Linked DNA regions of Rattus norvegicus: region 1 is linked to region 2. The links are chromatin contacts, called in public Hi-C maps. All regions are on one chromosome and are shown on one strand. The core of a region is the stretch at or near the end of the contact, and the rest is flanking DNA. Distances in the headings are between cores, read along the strand shown.

Region 1 (7,474 bases), core at 92-2,591, 160 kb after region 2:
AAAACAAAAGGAAAACAAAACAAAACAACAGAGGATTTACTGGAAGATAATAAGCCAATGGAATGGGAGGGATAATTACCCCTTAAGGAGAAAATACTCTTTACCCCACAGAAGCCCTCCCTCGAGGAAGTTGCATCTAGCACATTATTGCTATGTGTGCAAATAAATACTTTCCCCTCTTTTTTCTCTTTGGTTTTTATAGACTGTTCCAAATCCTAAGCACACTTCCCTTGACAGTGTGAGCTTTCTCAACTCTTGCTCTCAACCCCCTGCAACTTCTGCAGCTGCCCTCACCTTCCTAGCTCCCATTTGAACCCAGGCCCAGGAGGCAGGACATAATTCCTTCCTTTTACCCTTCTTCCTCCTCTCAGCTGTTGCCAGGGCTTCTATAAAGCTTGCCCTCTGGGCTCCTCTCAAACTCTAATAAAAGACAGTCCTCAGTATTCTCTCTGATTCTGTTTTAAATTCCTTTTATCAGTTCCCCAGTGTACTGAAGATGCCAGTACCACGGGATGATCACCAAGAACAGCAGCAGCAGTGGAATGGAGTCTTCTCCGGTCTGCCTTGATGTCAAGACATAGAACTCTCAGCTCCTCCAGCACCATGTCTGCCTGGATGCTGCCATGCTTTCCTCCCCGATGATAATGGACTGAACCTCTGAAACTGTAGCCCAGCCCCAAATAAACATTGTCCTTTAAAAGAGTTGCCTTGGACATAGTGTCTCTTAACAGCAATGGAAACCCTACCTAAGCCAGTCCATTATCATGCATGAACGTCTGCATGGCTGGAGTTGGGAGCTGGAGTTCTCAGGTTGTGTGTTCCAAAATGACTCCATCTTAGCCCTAGGGCTAAGAAGGAGAAAAAGATAAATTATGTATGTGGGTTGGAAAAGTTGAAATTTAGGGTAGGTCAGATGAAACCTCTTGCTTTTGTAAATAGATACAGTTTTCAAGGCTGGCGACTGAGAAACATTGTTGCAATAAACGTCCCGTGTGATTTACTGTATCCTAGGGCCAAGCCAGCCTACACAGGCCAGGCTAGCAAAGGAAAATGAGCCTTAGGAAATATTTCCTGTATGATATGCATTAGCCTCTAAATCCCCATATTAGATTCAGGCTATCAGATTTCAAGTGGGAATGGAGACTTTTAATAAACTAAGTGTCCTGTGTCCATAACTCCACTGCAGTAATCTTGGCTCTATTACTTGACTTTTTTCTTCGTTATTTGGGGCAACTTGTCACATAAAGAACCAAAAGGATCCATTACAGCTATCACACTGATTATCAGCCATAGAGCTCTGGCTAACTGGGGGGACAGTAATGAGTAAGCTTATTAAGTCAGCTGAAGTGGCCCGATGGAATCTTTCAAGAATGCTGTTATTGGCTTGCAAGAGCATACAGAGAATGCATCCAAGGGGAGAGAAACAGAGTTAGCGTGCAAGTGACGTTGGACCACTGAACTTGGAGTTAGTGCGAATGTTGGGATGTACTAAAACAGGACCAGTGAGCCAATGAAGCCAGTGAGGGCAGTGCCATGGCCACCTAGAGTGTCACCCTGGGGCTAGGATTCATTTGGATTTGGCCAGTTTGCAGACATGTATATATTTATTATCAAAGTTGGGATCATTCTGTATTGGCACCTGGCCACCCTACAGTGTCCATCGGGATTGCTGTTCCATTGAACGTAACAGTACCCAAAACAAAAACAAAACAAACAAGAATAAAAATATTATTGGCTGTGGATAAGATTTTTCCTGTTTTCTTCGAAGTCACAAGTTTTATGACTAACAGGATGAAAATGCACAGCTCTACTTCTGACTGAAACCAACTCTTTTTTTAAAGGTTTCTTTTTTTAGTCTCATGTTTATGTATGGATGTGTGCTCATGAATGCAGGTACCCACAGAGTCCAGAAGAGGGCAGCAGTGTTGCACACCCAGAGTTAAAAGGAGCCTGTGGATCACCTGATGTGGTCCTACTGGGGATGGTACTCTCGACTTCTGTAAGAGCAGGGAGGGCTCTTAACCACTGAGATTTCTCTCCAGCCCCAAATCGGACATTTCTGCATGCACATTCTATGACTTGTCCTTCAAGGAATCAATCCTACCTGGGTGTATTTGTGTTCATGAATCCTATTCCTTGTAAATTGATGGGGTGGGGTCAAAAATCTCATCTTGAAATGAAGCATAGTAAGATTATAGGTAGAAAAAGGAGGTTCTGTGAATGCATGGGCCCATGGTTAAAAAGTGGAGCGAATACATAAAAATGTTGATAAAATCAACACTAGTGATTTTTACCTGCCCGCTCTCTGCTAGTTAAGACTGAGAGAGCATTGCCGATGGGCAAATTCCCAGTGAGGAACTCCTAAATGAGGAAAGAAAATGGCCCCTAACACAGTGGACACAGCACAGAATCTAAATATTAAAAGCACAGGTGGTTTTAGGTTGCAAGCCAAGGAACAGGAGTGCCCCTGCTGAATTGGCTAGGCGTTTGTGGTCCAGGGTTACTTCACTGTTATCTTGAGAAATGTGAAATGAATAGATGCTTCAAGAAGCATCTAAACATGGACGTCAGTGTTCCGCCAGGATGAAGAAAGAAAACCCTAATGGTGGGTGAGTGTGATGCTACTTAAACAAACCTACAGACACCGGGGTGGTATGGTCTGTGCTCCCAGCACTTGGAAGGATTCCTGTAAATCAAAAGTGGACTTCTCTGTGAGTTCAAGGTTAGCCTGGGATATACTGAAAACCCTATCTTGAAGACAAAATAAAAAGATATGTTTATAAGAACAAATAATAACTAAGACAAAATTTAATATACAGCTTGATTTGAAGCCAAGAGATAAGTAATTTAATTTTATTCTTCAGTTCTGTGGGCAAAGCAATGCTCACCCTTCTGAGAATAGATGAAATTTCTTCGGAGATAGATATTTGGAGGGAACCTCATTAGAACAGAGAATCCAAGTCGCTTTAAACAATCAGTTTATGTATTCTTTAACTAAAAAAGTAAAGGGAATAAACATTTGTTTCTGGCTAGCACACAGAGAGTTCAGGTAGGCATTGCACTGTGGTTTAAAATTGCCAGCTGTGGGCTGGAGAGACGGTTTGTCTAAGCCAAGAGAGCTTGCTGTGCAAGCACGAGGATCCAAGTTTGGATTCCAGGACCACGGTAAGCCAGAAGTTCAGTGAATGCCTGCCACTCCAGCCCCAAAATGGGTGGAGACAGGGGATCCTTGAGAACTACAGGCTTCCAGGCTAGCTGAGAAAACAAACAGGTACAGCCAGATGGAGAACACCTGACACCCTCCTTTGGCCCCTGCATGTGTTCTCTGTAGAGCGACTAGTACACACACACACACACACACACACACACACACACACACACACGCACACACATGCACACATACATACACACACACTTGGACACATACTTACACATGAATAAAAAAATAAAATAAAAAGCAGGAGGGGGAAGAAAAAGCTAATGATATAAAGGAAAGGAGATTAAGATTTTGATTTGCTGGGCACCAATTTCAGATTTCACAGGCTGAAGTTCCCAGGGACACAATGTCATTTAGTGTCCCCTGCCAGTGTCACCGTGTGCTTGGCATTAGTGGGCGAACTGGGCTTGCCAGACAGTCTGCGGCCTGGCTGGGAGCACAGTCTCTGGCTATGCCTTCCTGGGCACAGCACGTCCAGCCCTCCTGGAAATTCCACAACATTTTAACAAATTTATTAAGATTAAAACAAACAAACAAAACAGTCTAGATCTGCAGGAAAGCTCCTGTTAGAAACCCTGCTGACAGTACAGAGACCAGCAGAACCAGAGATCTGGAAAAGGAAGCAGGGCCAGGTTCTGGGAAATAAGTGGAGGAGTCATGGGACAGAAAGGAACATGGTCGCCACGGCATCAGAAAAGGGAGAGAGGGAAAGGGTGGGACAGGATACATCTCCTCGGAGTGTCTGCCGTGATATCATCAGTAGGCTCTTCATATTAGAAATTTCTAGAAATGACTCGGGAGTAGACGGCCAAGTAAAATGAAAAGTTAAAGTCATGGGCTAGGCAAGTTCTTGTGGTAAGAAAGAGGGGCTTGGGCGTAGAGCAAATGCGCTCATCAGGGGGAAGAGAAAGCCCTTGGTAGAAGTGGATGGTACCTTAGAACTCCTCTCTCTACATAGTGAACCCATTTCCTACCCATTCTGCTGGGGAATAGATGACAAGACCTTTTTAACGTAACTGTAGAACCTGTGGGCACACAGTGTGATCACACCAGCTGTCTCTCCCTCCAGACTCCTACCTGTCTAACCCCAAACTGATTCAAGTCCTTGCTCAAATCCGTCTTGCCATTATGGCCAAAGCTGATGGCCTAACCAGCACACCTTCCCATCTTAGCACTGGTGGTTGCCCATACTCAACTCTGTCGTCTTCTTTGCATGGCATTTGGCACCTGCTGACAGTCTTGGTTTATTCACGTATTACAGTGACCATTGTCTTTCCTCCCCGAAGATAGGCACCAAGAACATAACCATTGTTAGAGTCTTCCACACTTCTAAAGCAGAAAAGGTAGGGATTCTCGTCCTGAGGGGTGCTGGGAGAAACATCTTTAAAGGTTCCCTTTTGCAGCTACCTGAGGCCGTAGACAGTAGATGGGACACACAACAGATAAGCTACAAGGAAGAGACTCAAAGTGTAGGGAGTGAGTTGTCTGTGGTGGCTTTGACAAGGTCTGTATTCCTATACAAGCAAAGGCCATTCATCTGTCCACTCACACTCAAGAAAGCTCCGAAAACACGCTAAGCTCCCTATGAGGCTGCCCAGGAGGCTCTGCACAAGTAGAGAGCAGGAGCTGGGCAGGGGTCTCAATGCTGAAAGCACCTGACATGCACATAGTAGGAGGCACACAGGTTCAGAGTGTAAGTGAATCTGTGCTGTTTTGAAGACCCCACTAAACTCACTGAACCGACTTCAGGGAGCACACAAGCCAAGTACCATAGTGTTAGGATCTGAAGTTGCGTCTGCTGGGCCAGCTGCCTGTCTGACAGGAAACAATCGTGGTCAGCAGGCCTGAGATGCGTGTTCCTCGGAACTTGGTCTCCTGGAGACACTTGGCCACTTCCTCCTCGACTTTCTGCCTAGCTGATTCGAATAGGTACGATCGGGAGCTACACACTGGCTCTTTTGTTTCTTTTTCTACTAATGGGAACGTCGAGACCTGATTCGGTCTTTATGGGCCATGCCACTAGCAAAAATTAAGTAGAAACAGAATGAAACTCTAAGAGTTGTGATCAATAACTTACAACAGGAAGAATCAACTGTGGATAATCCAGACCTCCTAGATAGTGAAAGAATTAAGGCGGTAGCTATTAGAGGGGAAAGTCCCATCAATTATAAAAAAAAATCCAAATATGGAGGAATTCCTGTCAAGTAGTTACATGGAAGAAAACATTATGTAATTAGAGGAAGGTGGTGGGCCCTTCCTTTAGGTAAAAACAGCATGAGTAGATACAGGACCACTGCAGAGCCATTGCCCTACACAGGGACATATGATGAAGAAGGTGATAGATGAGTTAATATTGAAGAAAAGAGAGTATTATATTATTCTTTAAATTTTATAGAACACTTGGCCAGATAACATCCCCGTGCTTGCCTATTATCAAAAGTAACTTTCCTATCTTTAAAAAGACGATTACATAAATTTTGGCTGAGAGAGTAAAAGACTAAAGATTCCTTACTGGCTGGCTGTCCTGTTGTTATCCGAGAGATGATATTTAGAGATTGAGGTAAATGAGGTTTATGACCACCGTCTGGCACCAGTCTGATTCTCAGGAAAATTTATTTCCTCTCTTGCTCTCTGTTCTGAACTTCATATAAACCGTTAAACTTTTTCTTGGTTATTGTTTGAGTGTACCCTGGCAAGGGGCCAAAAAATTAGCTCCTGTTCAAGCACTGTATATAACCACAAAGCAGATTTCAGTAAAATCGCATCAGATTCAAAGCACCCTGAGTGTGCTGTGTCTGTCATTGCACCGAACTTGTGCCTTCCTGAGTACCAGAGCCCTGCTTCTCCCGCGGTGTCCTCCGTCTGAGTGGTCCGTGGCATGCGTCAACCAATTTCTCACAGCACATCTCCTACTGGGGGCTGGAGAGATGGCTCTGTGGTTAGGAGCTCCTACTGCTGCTCTTGCAAAGGACCCCGGTTCAGCTCCCAGCACCCACGTCAGATGGCTCACCAATGCCTATAACTCCAGCTACAGGAGAGGTGACTCCCAACTGTGGGCCCCTGCTCTCACTTGCTGATACTCACATGCAGATACATGAACAGCCATATGTTTAAAAGTGAACACAAGCTTTAAAAATATAAACTAAATACCTTTCCAGATCTATCTGTTTACCATCTAATTATATACGTAATAACCTATCATCTATCTGTCTATCCAACCATTTATTGGTACTGTTTTTCTGAATAATACTTGATAATTCAGCACACTCTAATAGTCGTCCTTTGACATCCTCCTTTGTGCAGATTCACGGATGTCGTTCTCAATATCCTGGCCCTGCGTCCTCCCCCACACCTAAATTTCTGAGCCATCACTACAACTTAGCCATGGATGGTTCTGGAACCATTTTATTTACTCAGAGGTCCCTGAGCTACCTCAATATACATATTTGTTTTAAGTTTTATATTCTTATGAGTTATTTTCTATTCTACAGTAATGACTTAAAATGGAAATCATCAATACAGCGCAAGCTATTACCATGAAACCCTGTTTAAGGGAATGACTTCCCATTAAGAAAGAGTAATGGGTTTTGAGAATAAGTCAGGGTACAAAGGAGAAAATGGGTTTTGTCTCCTTACACTGTAGCCATGTCTAAAAGCGCCAAATTCAAACACTGCGGACAGTCAAGATTAATGTCACAATCCAGTTGTGACCTCTGGGTCCCTTGGGCTCTCCATATTAGACCTACCACTCTCATTCTGGCCTTGTATTCTCCAAAGACCAGGAATCTAGAGAACTTGATGTCAGGAAAGACCTCAGTAAATGCAGACAGAGTGTGTGAGTCAGTGTGCTTGATGTTCGTTTATTTGTAGGGGTGCACTCACCTGTAGACGCATGCCTACCTGCAGACACATGCTCACTCACCTGTAGAAAGACACCCACCTGCAGAGAGAAACCTGTAGACACATGCACACCTGTAGACGCACGCTCACCTGTAGACGCACGCCCACCTGCAGACACATGCTCACCTGTAGACACATGCTCACCTGTAGACACATGCTCACCTGTAGACACATGCTCACCTGTAGACAGAAGCTCACCTGTAGACACATGCCCACCTGTAGACACATGTCCACCTGCAGACACATGCCCACCTGTAGACACATGCTCACCTGTAGACACATGCTCACCTGTAGACAGAAGCTCACCTATAGACACATGCCCGCCTGTAGACACATGCTCACCTGCGGACACATGCT
Region 2 (6,454 bases), core at 898-3,397:
TGTGCACACCCAATGCCCTGGGAGGACACAAAAGGACATCAGATCCCCTGGAACAGCAGGTACAGATGGGTGTGAGTCACCATGTGGGTGCTGGGAACTGAACTCAGGTCTTCTAGAAGAGCAGCCTGTGTTCTGAAAAGCTGAGCCATCTCTCCAGCCCCAATAGCCCCCTTCTCACTCACTCTGATGGCTGCCTCTCCAGCAAAGGCCACAAAACAAGCATGAAAATTCACTGCCTTTGACCCAAATTCAGCTTGTCCACCCACTCCCAGCACCTATTGTCTGACCTCAACCTTCCCAATGCTAGATTTGACTTAGAACATTCTGCTTTTCTTTCTGAGTGAGATAGATGATCTCTTCACACTAAACCCTGCCACCCACCTGCTCACCTGCTTTAACCCAGAGCTAAGAGAACAGTTGTTCAGACAGAGAGCAAACCAAGATAATGAAGCTAGCAGTTCATATGGGAGTCCTTTAGTTGGCTATCCTCTGACCAAGATGCTAGGATGTCGCAGGGAGTCCACAGAGCAGGGTTAGCAATGTTTCAGTGTGAGCATTTCTGGCTCCTGCTCTGAGCCCCAGAGAGGAGTCAAAGAGTCAAAAAGGGTTAAGTAGCTCTGATTCTAAGGAGACTAAAAGGAAATCCATGAGCCAATGGTCACATGACACATACCAAGTACTGATACCTAAAGGGAATCTAAATTTCCAAGGCTACATAAACAATTCCCAACCTCCCAGGCATTAGGTATCAGCAAGTCCTTCAAGATTATCCATTATACCTCAGAGATACCAGCTTTCAAATTCTGGTCTCCATACACACTGTGCTTGGAATATCATGAATGATGTTGGAGGAGTCTTGAAAAAAAAAAAAAAGGAGTGTATCAGCTTTCAGTTGCTATAGTGAATATTAAGGCAAACAATTTCAAACACAAGACTGTGCAATGAGTACTCAGAGAAGTAATGCTGTCATGGAGCTTGCAGCTTCTAGACAATTCTGTGTGCGAACCTGAGTGAAATGGGCAGAATCGTCTAGCAATACGGCTGCCCTCCCAAGTGCCTGAGTCTTGGCAACCCTTGTGGACAGTAGCCCGGCAAAGAGACGTTCATGAAAACGTGTATCTAACTATCCAGATTTTTTTTTTTAAACAGAAAGAAACAGAAAAGGCCTTTGTATCTATTTCGCACTGTGCTGTGCATCTCTGCTGGCTTATTTCTCTACAGTTTAAAAAACTGTTAAATTACAGTGTAGACTATGTGAAGTATGAAGAACTATGGTTAGATTTTTTTTTAAGTCATTTATATGCCTGTTTACCAAAAAAGGAAGGAAGGAAAGAAAGAAAGAAAGACAGACAGACAGACAGAGAGAGAGAAAGAAAGAAAGAAAGAAAGAAAGAAAGAAAGAAAGAAAGAAAGAAAGGAGGGAGGAGGAAAGAAAGAAAGGAGGAAAGAAAGAAAAGGAACAGCGAGTGTCTGACAAAGCTTTTGATCTTCAGGGGTGCAGACATTCCATTTCTCTGCCGCTCCTCTGAAGCTCCCAAGGTCCCAAGCTGGCTCAGCTGGAAACTGATGACTTCTTTCAAAGGTGTGTCACATATTCTTCCTGCAGAATTTTATTGTTATTTGAATGCCACTTTAAATGGATCGGAATTCTTCGGAGCGTTTCTAAACATCCATAAAATAACTCCCTAATTGCATTCCACTCCGCTGACAAGACCTTTCCTAAGTTTTAATTTTGGATTCCTGTAATCTCTAAGTCATCTCTAAGCACAAAGCTCTCTCCTCCTTGGATGCAATATCCTTTTATTTTTTTTCAACTTATTTAAAATGTAATTCTTTTTAGTCTTCAAGGCATTTTCTAACAGGTAAAAAAAAAAATGTGTTTCTCCAACCACACTAACCCCTGTAATTAAACCAGTGTGCCACGGTAGGGTGGAGTGGGAGCAGGGTGTGTGTGTGTGTGTGTGTGTGTGTGTGTGTGTGTGTGTGTGTGTACTCCATCCCTGTGAGTACTGCCCAAGGAGAAGTGCTTGGTTTGAGGAGGGAAAGAAAGGGAGGGGAATGGGGAGAGAAAGGAAAGGCAGCTCATCCTACAACATACAGCAAACTTCTCATGTTCCCCCTCAGTGAATAGTCCAGCAACAGAGAAAAGAAATTAAAGCAACAGTGTTCTAGTTCCAGTCCTGTTGCTATAAATACCCTGACAAGTGCCAGCTTCAAGGTAGGAAGGGGTTAATGTGGCTCCCAGTTCCAGGCTGAGGTGGTGCCCAAAAGTGCACTGAGACAAAGCACCCAGACAGAAAATGAAATAAACCTTTGTAAACATTTAAAAGAAAATCATATTGTACTTCTTCATGTATTCATCTTCCACCCCTCTGCCTTTCTCTGTATGACATCTTTGAGTGTCTCTGTGTGTGTCTCCCTCTCAAAGGTTCTATGGACGGTCATACAGTTTACATCTTCCTCATCATGGTCTCAACAATGACAAAAACATAGTCGGAGCTCAAGAGCTATTTGTTGACTAAAGGAACGATCAAATGCTTTGTTTGGGCTTTTCTATGAAGCAATGGCTTAGACTTTTCCAGGAAAGGATCTTTCATCTCTGGCCTAGAAAGCAATCACTCAAAGCCGGAGATAGAAGAGGGTGGCTTCTCTTTCAATATCCACCGGCTCCCTTCATTGTGTTTGACCTTCCATAGCCAGAGCTCCCTGGCCTCTGTGAGAGGCTTTTAGCAAGTTTCTCCCTCACGGAGCATTTGAACTGGTCATCCAGTCCCTTCCACTGCTGAATCAGTTAACCTTCTTCCCTATGCTTTCTTCCCACCCTCAGGAGACCCCTTGATGAGGGTTGGGGAAATGGCTACCACACAAGTCTGAAGACCTGAGTTCAAATCCTCAGCACGAATGCAAGAAGCTGGGTGCAGAGACATGCACGCAGTCCTGCTCTGGGAAGGCAGAGATAAACAGTGCCCCTGTGAATGTCAGAGGCCTGCTTGAAGGAGTCAGGACGCTCCTGCCATCCTGTGGGTTCTGGGAATGAAACTCAGGCTGGCAGACTGAGTAGAATGTTCTATACTCCTGAGCCATCTTTCAGGTCCATGGGATGGTTTTTGAAACTAAACCACACTGCGTGACAGGAAAGACAGGAGTGTGAAAGAGGTTTCTATAGAACTGTACCTAAGTGCTCCTGTTAACGTGAACTGTACCATGAATTATTATCATGAACTGTAAATGAATAACAGACTACAGTCAAGCCTACGGGTCACACTTGGAACCGGCCACCCAAGAGGCGGCTTGGTACCACCATACAGACATCTGGATCTGGAGACAAATGCCAAGGATTCTAGTTCTGATGACAAGAGACCTCTGTTGGCGTTAACGAGCTGCTGCAGGACTGCTCATCTTTTCGCTCCCCCATTTGCTGGAAGGGCCAGTTGAAATGAATCCCATAAGGCTGTGGGGAACCCATCGGTTTGCTTATTATATTGAAGATCAGTCAAAGATTAATGAGTGTTTTAATTTCTGCGAGAGCTAGACAGGCTGCACGTGAAATGCTTTCACTCGTACAAAGAGGACCAGAAGGGACCAAACGGAAGGTATTACAAACCCATCTCCTCAGTAAAAGTATACGCCAGACCAGTTCTGTGCCAGGGGGTGGGGAGTGGTCCCAGGCTGTGCCGGGAAGGATAGGACTGAGGATGTGAATAGTGGATGCTGGCAGACAAAAATGCAAAGGCCCGAGGGGCATGCAACATGCGTAAAAGAGAGAGGACAGAGGCAACTGACATGTCTGGAGACGGAAAGGCAGGGCTAGAGTATGAGAAAAGTGCTTGAGGTGGGTTAAGATCTGCGAGTTAAACTATGAACACTGACCTTTATCCTGAGGGAAGGAGGAGGCTTTGGGTGGGGCACGGACACTGGATATGAACTCTGAGGAAAGCGATACTAACCCAACCCATCCAATTTACAGTGGGGAGTGAAAATCAGTCTGAGCGGGCTAGATGGAGACCCGGATAGCAGCCAGTACTGTAGCCTAGGGAGAGATGCCCACAGCTTCCACCAGGGATAAAAGTAAACGCATAGGAGATGTTTACGAGGCAGCACCTCGGGATTGGTATGTGAATGGTGCAGGAGGTGGAGTTTCTAGTTAAAACTGGGTACAGCTGGTTTGGCTCAACCAAACGGGCCTGAGGGTAGAGGCGGCTGGAAGGAAGTGGGCAAGAGTTTGGTATTTGGCGTAATGACTGCTTCCTAAGATATAAACAGAAGATGCCAATGCCCAGCTGAAGGAGACTGCTCACTTGGGGGATAGAATAAGGATGCTTCCTAGTGTACGGCTGGCAAGTAAGTCTTGATAAAGTTGGTTAGGGAGAGATGAGGATGTAAGTGGTATTTGATTGAAGATGTACTCGATTTGCAGTGTTCCAGCCTCCTCCTTCTTCCAAAAGGAAATTTAAAAATGTGTGTTTAAAAGTCGCCTTCTCATGGTGTTTAGATTCACAACCACCACCACCACCACCCAATAGGTGTGACTTCACTCTTTTATTTATTCTCACCAAGAAGTAAAAGATGGCTTTCTTCAAAGGGACGTGTAATAGAAAATTCCCAGCGTCTTCGTGCCAAGAAGACGAAATGGGAAACAACCGACGAGAGATCTGAAAGTGGCTATTAGCTGCAGATTCTAAGGGTTATTAAAAATTGAGAGAGGAAGGAAAAGGAAAAAAGGTGATATTTCCCCGATACCAGCCTTTAGAATACTTTTGTATAGCGAGCCTCAGATGCTGTCAATCAGGGTAGCGATCTCTAGCAGCAAAGACATGGCCGGTGTAAATAATTAACGAGTGAAGGCAGCAGAATACGGAGGCAGGAGGTGAGCTGAGAGGGACTTGCTGCTGGGAAGTTCAAGCAAGAGCCAAAGGACACTCTTGGCCGCTGCCTTGCTTCCCAGCACTGTCTGTGAGGGAAGAGCGCTTCCGTTTACCAGGCATTACCAGCCCTGAAACACTGATGAAAACATTTAGAAATGAAGACGGCAGACTGGAAAATGGCTTAGTGAATGAAGCACCTACTATGTAGACTGGGAAATGGCTTGATGAGTGAAGCACCTACTGTGTAATGCAAGCCTGAGTTCAGAAGCACAGAAACTGTAACTGCACATCTACAATTCCAGAGCTCCTGGGGAATAAAAAAGGAGAGGAGAATCCCTGGACGCTCGCTGGCCAGCTCTCCTGGTACGCAGAGGCTGTAACAAGATAAACAGAGTGGAAGGTGAGGACCAACACCCAAGGTGGTCCTCTGACCTCCATGCGTACACGCCTAGGCATATGCACACATATATCATACACATATTTTAAGAATTAACAGCAGATTGCGGGCTGCCATGTAGCTGCTGGGAATTAAACCCGGGTCCTCTGGAAGAGTGGCCAGTGTTCTGAACCACTGAACCATCTCTCCAGCTCAAGGGAGAGGAAGAATTATAGGAGCCGAGGGGAGGAGGACACCAGAGGAACACAGGCCACATAATCAGGTAAACGGGGCTCACAGCGGCTCACAGAGACCAGAGCAATGATCACGGAGCTTGCATGGGTCTGGGTTAAGTCATCCGCATAGATAGTACAGTTCTTTAGCTTGGTAAGAGTTGGGGTTGCCTCTGACCCTTTTACCTGCTTTTGAGACCTGTTTTCTCCTAGTGGGTTCTTTGGCCCAGCCTTTACATAAAGGTTTTTGCCTAGTCTGACTGTATCTTGTTATATCCTGTTCCGTTGATATTCTTGGGAAGTCTGCTATTTTCTGAGGGGAAATGGAGGAGGAGGAGGAGGAGATCTGGGAGAGACTGGGAGGTTTGGAGGAAGGGGAAACTGTGGTCAGGATGTATTTAAAACAAAAAATGTAAAAAATAATAAAAGGATAAAGGATGCCAAATATGGGTAAATATATTGCACCCGTGCATATTAATTATGTATTCAAACTAGTACAAGTAAAAAAAAACATTAAAAGTACAAGGTAAACAAACATTTTAAAAAGAAAAGATAGAATGAATTAGTTATTGACGCCTATCCATCCCAGATGGAACCAGCAGCAGAAAAACAAAGAAAGTGAATGCCTACTCCTGGCTTGTCACCAGCCAGGCACATAAATCCTATAGGTGATTCGGTGTCTCACAGAGCCCTCAAGGTTAGAGCAATTCAGAAACATCTATTCCTAGGAACCATCAAATGACCAAAGGAGCATACGCCATCATTAAATTTCTTCCCCAAATCCCTGAGTACACCATGAAAGTGTTCACAAGTGAACCAACTTTTTATAGTGGCCTCCCTTAATTTTAAGTGGACATTTACTCAACAATTAGAATTATAGAGAAACACTTGTGCTGCACTCAGATTTACACAACTTGAGATCTGGGCAGTGAGAAGCTGGACTAGCACTCCGTTCACGGAATGAGATCAGTCATTTCATT

The links. Hi-C and Micro-C count contacts between places; a contact is called where the count stands out from the background.
Region 1: a Hi-C map of the A7r5 cell line shows a contact between it and region 2, with 4 times the contacts expected there. The contact joins two enhancer-like sites. A contact is called at or near these places in 12 of 12 Hi-C or Micro-C datasets (the A7r5 cell line, the Rat2 cell line, Schwann cells and 7 more) and 1 of 1 datasets of contacts at active chromatin or transcription factors (oligodendrocytes).

The regions. Positions count from the first base shown.
Region 1 is chr9:24,764,385-24,771,858 of GRCr8, forward strand. The region is part of intron 7 of Cyp39a1 (cytochrome P450, family 39, subfamily a, polypeptide 1); the gene reads right to left. Among named protein-coding and RNA genes, the nearest start is that of Cyp39a1, 36 kb to the right of the region's middle. Within about 2 kb of position 1,342, at least 3 of the 93 cell types and tissues checked have an H3K27ac peak or open chromatin away from gene starts, as enhancers often do. A contact at or near this core is called in the A7r5 cell line, where this site is marked.
Region 2 is chr9:24,607,239-24,613,692 of GRCr8, forward strand. All of the region lies in intron 2 of Rcan2 (regulator of calcineurin 2), which reads right to left. Among named protein-coding and RNA genes, the nearest start is that of Rcan2, 62 kb to the right of the region's middle. Within about 2 kb of position 2,148, at least 4 of the 93 cell types and tissues checked have an H3K27ac peak or open chromatin away from gene starts, as enhancers often do. A contact at or near this core is called in the A7r5 cell line, where this site is marked.